Linked DNA regions of Sus scrofa: all the other regions are linked to region 3. A link is a contact called in public Hi-C and HiChIP or PLAC-seq data. All regions are on one chromosome and are shown on one strand. Each heading gives the region's core, a stretch centred on a gene start, on an enhancer-like site or on the middle of the called end of the contact. The rest is flanking DNA. Distances are from core to core; before and after follow the strand shown. Region 1 has its middle 86 kb from the start of THBS1. Region 2 has its middle 110 kb from the start of THBS1. Region 3 holds the start of THBS1 (thrombospondin 1).

Region 1 (2,706 bases), core at 52-2,551, 86 kb after region 3:
TTTTTTCCTTTGGCAGAGAGTAGATTTACAGCCCAAAGTCCACTGACTTTCTTGAGCTTGGCAGCTCTCCTTAGGGTCTTCTTGTCCTATCTGTCTCTGTGTTTATATTACATGAACACCCTGGCTTCTTTCTCCCAAACAACATGTGATGCTTTCAGCTCAGATTTGGCTGCTAGCCCCTGGAGGGCTCAAATACGCAGAGGCTGTATAAAGAGGTGTTTTAGGGAGTTGAAAGGGAAATACTTCTTTGGGCCGGGCTTCTCCCTAAATATTACACATTGCTCTCTTTTTCTTCTTTCCCTTCTGCCTGGCTAGACAACATCATGAGCTTCCTTGGAGGGCCCATATAATGACATGATACATGGCTGCAGTATCACTAAACTGAGGCATGGTTAAATGAGAGCTAAGTTTCCTTTGTACATTCTAGTTTGGAAAATAGAGGGTGAGGAGGATAGCAGAAGGTACCTATTGGTTGTCATTCATTCATTTGATATAAATTTACTGAGTACCCACCTCTGGTCTGCTAGTAGGTATTCAGAACTAAAGCATGATTCCATTGGTAGTATGGCACAGGGAAAGACCTTAGGATTTAGAGTTAGAAGACTTGGTTTAATTCTTGACTTTGCCACCTATTGCCTTGAGTGCTATGTATAGGGACACAGAAGAAGGACTGGTTAATTTGTCCTCGGATAGTTGGGGAAAGCATGAGAAGTGTAAGTTATATTTGAGATGCTTTTCTAAGAATCACCGAGAGTTTTCTGGGGGATAAGGTGAGGTGGAGATAGATTCTAGATAAATTGAATAATGAAAACAAAATTATATGTAATGAAAATGCACAACCTCTTAAGGGGAGAATGAGATACCTGGGAGCATCCAGTGTGTGGGGAGAAACTATTGAAGCTATTGCTGGAAAGGTAGATTGGTACCAGGTTGTGAAGGTCTTTGAATGCTTTGAGCAAGAGTTTGGACTTCAGTTGGTTGCCAGGGATGCTGTAATCCCAGCTTTCAGTGAGATGGGTCAGAAGCTCAGATTCTCATTTTATATGCTCTTGGTAGCAGCATATAAAATTAGAAGAGTTGGGTGAATTGAAAGGGTTGGGTGTGGAGGGGAGGGAGGAAGATGAGGATGTTTTTCTAGTCCAGGTGAGAGAGGAGGCATTATTGTTTTTCATGTCTGTTTTAATAAAGCACCAATGATGCTTCTGCTATAAGGCAAGTTTAGTGAGCACATGTGGAGAGGAGTTGAAGAGATTCCTAGAGACTAAGTGGTAACAAATTAGTTACCTGGTTGTATGATGGTGACTAAGAAGCCTGGGGAGCAGGCTGCAGAGGCTCTTAGAGTCTCTGGTACTGGGTTCCAAAGGCTCAATGGTGAGGGTCCAGCCAACTTTCCAAGGGCAACATGCTAACCCCTCGGGGTGGTCCCTTGACCCAGATTACAGGACAGAGCTTGTGAGCCTTAGAATCTCTTTGAAGTCAAGAAGATTTTCTCTCTGCCACAGCCAGAGTGTTAGTCCATGTTTATGTACTTTTGTCATTCGACTCCACAGGGGATCTATTCTTGGCAACAATCTGAGTTGTGCAGTTGGCTAGAAGCCACTGTTCTTACGTTTGTTGGACACAGCAGGTGCCTTACTGAGTCCAGAGAATAAAAATAATGATAACTGTGATGCCAGCCAGAGCTAACTGATAGAGAAGTAATATTATTCTATGTACAAGAAAGGAAAGGGTCATTGCTATGGCCATTGTGGTGTGGTAGTGAATGGGTATTTGTTGCAGGGTCGTGCAGAGACTGAATGGTGTCATCAGAGTGAGTCAAAAGTTCTCTTGTGGTAACCAGGTGGGGAAATGAGTGAAGTAAACATGATCCCCTAGAAATGTATAACTTTTTATTTAATGTGAAGAAAATGTTTAACTCTGGGCCAATCGTCGGGACATTCACTTCTTAAATTTAAACCTGTGCAGTAATCACTATAAAGGAAGTATGTACAAGCTATGATGAAAGCATAAAATCAAGAGTATCTTCGGACTTGGGAATGTGACAGGTATCAGGAAGGCTTCATTGACAAGCTGACATTTGAGCAGATTGGGCAAGAGGGTTAGGCCAGGAGAGGGTGGGAGACTATTTCATGCATCTACAATTTCAGTCTCTGCAAATTTGTTTGTATGATATAAGGTAGAGTGAAAATTCATTCTTTGGCCAGTAGATATCCAACTATTCACCATTTGTTAAAAGTTATTTTCTAATTATCTTGGCCCCTTTGATGAAAATCAGCTGAACAAAAATGGGAAGGTTTACCAGACACTTAATTCTATTTCATTGATTTATATGTCTTTCCTTATGCCAGTAACACATTGTTATGGTTACTGTAACTTCGTAGTATGGGATGTGAGTCCATTAAATTTGTTATTCTTTTTCAAGATTGTTATAGCGGTTCTGGATTCTTTGTATTTCTGTATGAATTTTAGTATTAGCTTAGAATTTCTGTAAAAAAATATCAACTGAAAGATCAGAAAGAGAAATGAGGGAAACAACCCCACTTACCATCACATCAAAAAGAATAAAATACTTAGGAATAGACCTACCTAAAGAGACAAAAGACCTGTACTCTGAAAACTATAAGATGCTGATGAAAGAAATCAAAGATGACACAGACAGATAGAAAGACATACCATGCTCTTGGATTGGAAGAGTCAATATTATCA
Region 2 (2,700 bases), core at 49-2,548, 110 kb after region 3:
TCTCTCAGCACTACTCTTGCCACAGCAGTTCTCCTATATTCCCTGACCTAAGAATGCTTGACTCTGTCCTCTTAGATTCCCCTACACCTGTCCTCCCAGTGACAAAAGCTTGTGCTCAGTAAGTCTGGGTCAGTACTAGCTCTGATACTTACAGCCTCAAAGAGCCAGAACCACCAAGGCTCCTAGAAGTCAGTCTTGGTGTATACCTATTGGTCTAATCTTTCTTCCGTGATGTTTTCTCTTAAAGGGGTCAGCAGCTCCTTCTTGTTCTGGGCCTTGGTCAGGGTCACTCAAGTCCACCCTGATGATTTTCCACTAAGGACAATCTCAGGAAGTCAGACTTGCGTCTTTTTCCCTTTGGAAGGACATTTGGGTTTCCTTTGAAAATTTCCTCATCTTCTCCCCAGCACCTAACATTTCTATAGCAACAGTTCACTTCTGGGGGAAAATGATGAACACATGCTTCACTAGAGCCCTACTCTACTTGCTAGCTGAGAATAAGAGCAGTGGAAATAACATCTCAGACAAACATTTTCCATAGTCTGTAGAGAGTAATCAATAAGTGGAAAGGAAGTTACTTGGCAAAGTTCGTCAGCATTCCCTTTTCAGAAGCATTCTTCTGTGTTCAACTGCGCAGCCTCATACCTTTTCATGATTTCTCAACCTCTGGTTGGGGTGACTTCTCAGAACTTGGAGGTCTTCTTAGCGCACATTTGGGAATCTGATTTCCACTAAGTTCTTTTTGTTTTCCTAGAGTTTGGGTATAATGGGACTAAGTCTAATGAAAAGGATCAGATGAGTGGCTGATTTAATTCCCTGGAGCCCACTCCTTCTCTGGAACATTGACTGTCTAATTTGTCTGTAGAAAGACCCAGCTGTTCACAGACAGCCCCGTGTATCCCAAAGGGAATAAGAAGCAGCATTCCTGTGAACTACAGAGTTCACGCTGGGGGTGGTGGGAGCAGGGGAGGGGAGGGTCTTTATTTTTTATCCTCTTAGAACTTGTTGCTTCCAAATAAATGGCTGTAAATGGAGATGAAGGGATCAGGCTGGTGACTAATTTCTCTGGGGAGCCTAAATAGCTCCACTCCTGACCCCAATGTGTCTCTTCCCCCGTCTTCACCCCCTCGCCCCCGCCACTGCCCCACAAGACTCATAGTGGCTCTATGACAAGGTGGGTGTTTGTGATCCAGTTCAGGATGGGGATTAACTCAGTCCTCCTGGTGGTGGTATTCTTTCCATGACAGGGCTGACGCTCAGCCAGTGGAATCCCTTCCCAATGAGACAAGGGAACAAGCAGTGTGTGTCAGGTTGATTCAGCTGAGGAAGTCGCGGCCTCAAGTTAGCCTTATAAGGCTGTGGTTCCGGTGGAAGTGAGGCTGTCTCAGCTTGAAAATTCAAAGCACTGAGCATTCCCAGATGACATCTGTAGTTTCTCCAACACAGTTTTGGCTTCCTTGGTTCCCTGTAGCCCCTTTGATTGTGCAATCACAGCTTGGCAGTTTGTTTGTCCTGGGAAATCTGTACATTTTCAGCTCTGACATCTCAAAATTAGTCAGTGAAGCATTTTTATTAGGGTGGTTTATTGTAAAGCAGAACTGCTTCCTACCAACATTTCTTCTAACTAGTACTAGTAGTGTGATGGCTTCGGGGGAGGAAGGTATTAGTGGAAGGGAGGCTGGCTGTGGAATTGGATAGATCAAGGTTCAAATACTGACTTCCTTTTTTTTTTTTTTTTAAAAAAAAATGTGCTGAAGGATCTTAGATCATCAGGAGCTCAGATTAATCTTCCGTGAAATGGAGAAAATGACACAAACCTCACAGGGCTGTTGTGAGGGTTATGTACAATGTAAGCTAAGAGTAGTGCAAATAAATGGACTCAGTAAGTTTGTGTAAATAAATATGTTATATGTGATATGTGTGTGTGTGAGAGAGAGAGAAAGAGATGGTCCTAGTGTAGACATGGGAGTAGTTACAAGTTGATTGTCTATGTTGGGAATCTCAGCTCACTTTTTAGTCCTTGACAGATCACACACACATACTCACAAAAGCTCACATGCACACATACACACACCACATGCACACATTTCTTGGAAACCTCAACTTTACTTTTTTTTTTTTTTTGTCTTTTTATCTCTTACGGCATATGGAGGTTCCCTGACGAGGGGTTGAATTGGAGCTGTAGCTGCTGGCCTATACCACAGCCACAGCAATGCCAGATCAGAGCCGCATCTGTGACCTACACCACAGCTCACGGCAACGCCAGATCCTTAAACCACTGAGCAATGCCACGAATCGAACCTGAAACCTCATGGTTCCTAGTCGGATTCGTTTCCACTGTGCCACAACAGGAACTTCTCAACTTTATTTTGATAAATAATTTCTTTCTGAGGCTGGTCAAAGACTACATGTCTGTGAGGAATTCCTCAAACCTCCCTGCTGTCTGGTCACGTCTGACCTGGGTTCCATGCTACTGTCCCCAGAAGCAATCCCAGGCTCTTCCTTTTCAGCCATTGACTGGTACCAGGTACAATTAAAAGATGACCAACTTCTTTTTAACTCTCACTAATGTCTAAGATCTGAAGACAGAAATTATTCTGAATTCTAGTTTGAGATGTCTGGGAAAGAAAGATTTTTCTCCAACTCTTGGAATACTTCCCTGTCATTGCAGCATTCATAATGTTTCTAAAGAGAGTGCCT
Region 3 (2,700 bases), core at 79-2,578:
GAGGCCAGGAGGAGGAAACCTTTCTCTGCTCGCACAGCATCCACTAGGTCTTGGAACTTGTCATCAGGGACAGGGGGGATCAGGTTGGCATCCTCAATGCGGAAAGCTGGGCTGGAAGGGTCAGGACCCTTCACTAGTCGGCGCCCAGAGCCCTTTCGGGCAGCCCCGGTGAGTTCAAAGATGTCAAAGACGCTGTTGTCTCCCCCAGACTCTGTTAGACAAGAGGAGGAAGCACTGTGAGCAGGGCCCTCTAGGTGGGGGCGGTGGAGGTAGGGGTTCAGCTCTGGCCGGTGGGGCAGAAAGACAGGGGTGAAAACTCCCTGCAGCCACTGAAAGGGCTTAATCAACACCAGGTCAGAGGGAACCTGCATCCTGAGGTTCAGCCAGGGCTCGGGAAGAGGCACACCTGGGGTAACCAGACCTCCCTTCTCCTCTTCCCTCCCCCCTCAAAAGGTATCATACAGACTTACCTGGAATGCGGTTGGAGCCACACACATGCAACAGAAACAGGACACTGAGTCCCCAGGCCAGCCCCATGGTGGAGCGTTTGTGCCCAACAGAGAGCCTGCAGCAGGAAGCACAGAGAACCCAGGTCAGAGGCCGCCCATCAATGAGGGTGAGCAAAACTGGCTGGGCATGGGGCCAGAGCCTCAGGGACACGCCCCCCCGCCCCGTGGCCCCCACATTTGGTGGAATGAGGGGCAACAGTATTGACTCTGGAGAAAGCATAAGGAAGAAAATGAGGGAGTTGAGGGGAGGAGACTGTGGTTTTCAGGTGGTGGTAGGGGCAAGACCAATAACAGGCAGCCGGGGGCGGCGGGGGGGGCTTTTCCTTGGGAAGGTGAGGTAAGTAGCAGGACCAGGAGATGTAGTTTGGGGAGCTGGGACAGCATGAAGGTGCAGAGATTTTTCTAGAGGACTTTTAGAAAGGTTTAGGAAGGACTTGAGGAAAAGAACAAAATCTTGGGGTGTCCCTGGCGATTTGGGTTTTGAATCCCAAGGCTGGAGAAGATCGCTCTGAAGCTCTTCGTGAGAAGAGTCCTCCAGCGGCTGAGAGGTTCAGGATGGGGAAGGCAAAAAGTGTGAGATCCGGGGTCTGCCAGGAGCTAAAGTCTGTAGCTTCAGGTGTATGGCCAGGGCAGAACTGGACCTCGGCGGCCGCCCAGGGACTCCTTACCTGTGTGGAAACGGGTGCAGCAGCTGGGACTGGAAGCAAGGACACAGCGACCGGAGGAACGCTGGAGAGGCGCGGGGAGAGCGGTGCGCCCGGGAGGCCGCGGTATCAGAGGCTGCGCAGGGAGATTCGCCGGGGAGTGCGCTTGCCGGCCGGCCCGGGTGCAGTGGCTGGTGAGGCGGCGGAGCCGCGGGTTTTTAAAGGGGCGCTCACATTCCTGGGGTTTCCTCTAGCCAATAGGATGCGGCCGGGCAGGAAGCGGGAGGGGGGCCAGTCTGGGTTCCTCTCTCCGCCCCCCGCTGCCTGGCGCACAACTTTCCAGTTAGAAGGTGAAGGGGGGCGGTGGGTGTCGGGGCCGAGAAGCACTGGAACTTCTCAGAAAAATAGGTGCCCGCCCACGCGGCCTTGGCGCTCACGGACTCAGCACTTTGGCTGTGGCGCCGCTCGGGCCGATGTCCTCAGTGTGCTCATACCGGGCGGACGAGGCTCTGGCCACCCACCCGAGATCCCAAGCGGGGGGTTGGGGAACCTGTTCCCTTGAATGCCTGTGCGATGGCTAAGGGTGGACACTTGTTGGATATCGAGCCCATTTTATGGAAAAAAATAAGCCCGACATGGTAAATGGGACCAAGAGGGGACCAGTCTTTGAAAGAGTTGGGTATTTGTTGACCCTTGTCCATCCATCTTGGGTACTTGCGGACCACGCGGTCAGCTTCGCGCCGCGCTCCTGCCCTCCTCCCACTCTGTCTCCTGCCTGCCCCTCGAGGGACGTGAGTGCGGTATCGCACCGGCCAGCAGGCCACGGATGGGGCTCGCCTTCCCACCGCGCGTCGGGGCAGCGTTTCTGCAGCTGCTTGCCGCTCGAGTTCCCGCGAAGAAAAGTCTCTTCTCACAAGTGCTGCGGCGCTTCCACAGCGGGCCGCTTGGGGGCGGTATGCGAATTCTGATCTAGGGGACGCGAGCAAATGGCTTCTTTTCAGTCAGGAATGTTAAGGAAACTTGCTCTTTACCACTTCTCTCAAGCCAAAATTGAAATTGTGTCTTGAAAAACAGTTTTTGTGCCCACTCGTGCTTCTTAACGTGACTCCTGCTTGGAGGGTTTGCAGCACCATCTGGCTCCAGGGTCTTGAACTATTTACAGAACAGACCCATAGAGTCATAAATTACCCTCTGCCTATCATTTTATTTCCCCCTTTTTTTTTCAACCCCAAAGTTCTTTTCATTTTTTCGGCTCCCGAAACCGAGATGTGGGTTACATTTCTGTGGGTGCACCAATTGCCATGAGCGCTGCCGCTGCATGCTTCTGTCATTGGAAATCTAGTGTCCAAGCCACCGGTCCCAAGCCAGCATGACTCCAGCTGCTTGGAATTCCATTCATCTCTTGGGCTGGGACGTCAGCAGCCACACTTCCCCTGCTGTGATCCAGCACATGAGGCTGGCCCCCAGACCCAGGGAACAGGTAGTAACTTCACCAAATAAGGATCTCAGCCACAAGCCAGGGAAAGCCCTGGGGTTCACTTCCCTCC

The links. Hi-C and Micro-C count contacts between places; a contact is called where the count stands out from the background. HiChIP or PLAC-seq counts read pairs in DNA pulled down with a chosen protein or histone mark.
Region 1: a Hi-C map of heart right ventricle shows a contact between it and region 3, with 8 times the contacts expected there. The contact joins the enhancer-like site here to the promoter of THBS1 in region 3. A contact is called at or near these places in 1 of 5 promoter capture datasets (fetal liver) and 3 of 47 Hi-C or Micro-C datasets (embryonic fibroblasts, heart right ventricle and mesenteric adipose tissue).
Region 2: an H3K27ac HiChIP or PLAC-seq map of skeletal muscle shows a contact between it and region 3, with 5 times the contacts expected there. The contact joins the enhancer-like site here to the promoter of THBS1 in region 3. A contact is called at or near these places in 2 of 5 promoter capture datasets (fetal liver and liver), 5 of 47 Hi-C or Micro-C datasets (embryonic fibroblasts, heart right ventricle, mesenteric adipose tissue and 1 more) and 1 of 2 datasets of contacts at active chromatin or transcription factors (skeletal muscle).

The regions. Positions count from the first base shown.
Region 1 is chr1:131,830,435-131,833,140 of Sscrofa11.1, forward strand. No RefSeq gene overlaps it. Among named protein-coding and RNA genes, the nearest start is that of THBS1, 86 kb to the left of the region's middle. Within about 2 kb of position 1,302, at least 4 of the 83 cell types and tissues checked have an H3K27ac peak or open chromatin away from gene starts, as enhancers often do.
Region 2 is chr1:131,851,908-131,854,607 of Sscrofa11.1, forward strand. No RefSeq gene overlaps it. Among named protein-coding and RNA genes, the nearest start is that of THBS1, 110 kb to the left of the region's middle. Within about 2 kb of position 1,299, at least 17 of the 83 cell types and tissues checked have an H3K27ac peak or open chromatin away from gene starts, as enhancers often do. A contact at or near this core is called in mesenteric adipose tissue and skeletal muscle, where this site is marked.
Region 3 is chr1:131,744,770-131,747,469 of Sscrofa11.1, forward strand. THBS1 (thrombospondin 1) reads right to left here and starts at 1,329. Exons shown (of 22, transcript NM_001244536.1): 1 at 1,178-1,329; 2 at 471-565; 3 at 1-211. The coding sequence starts at 537.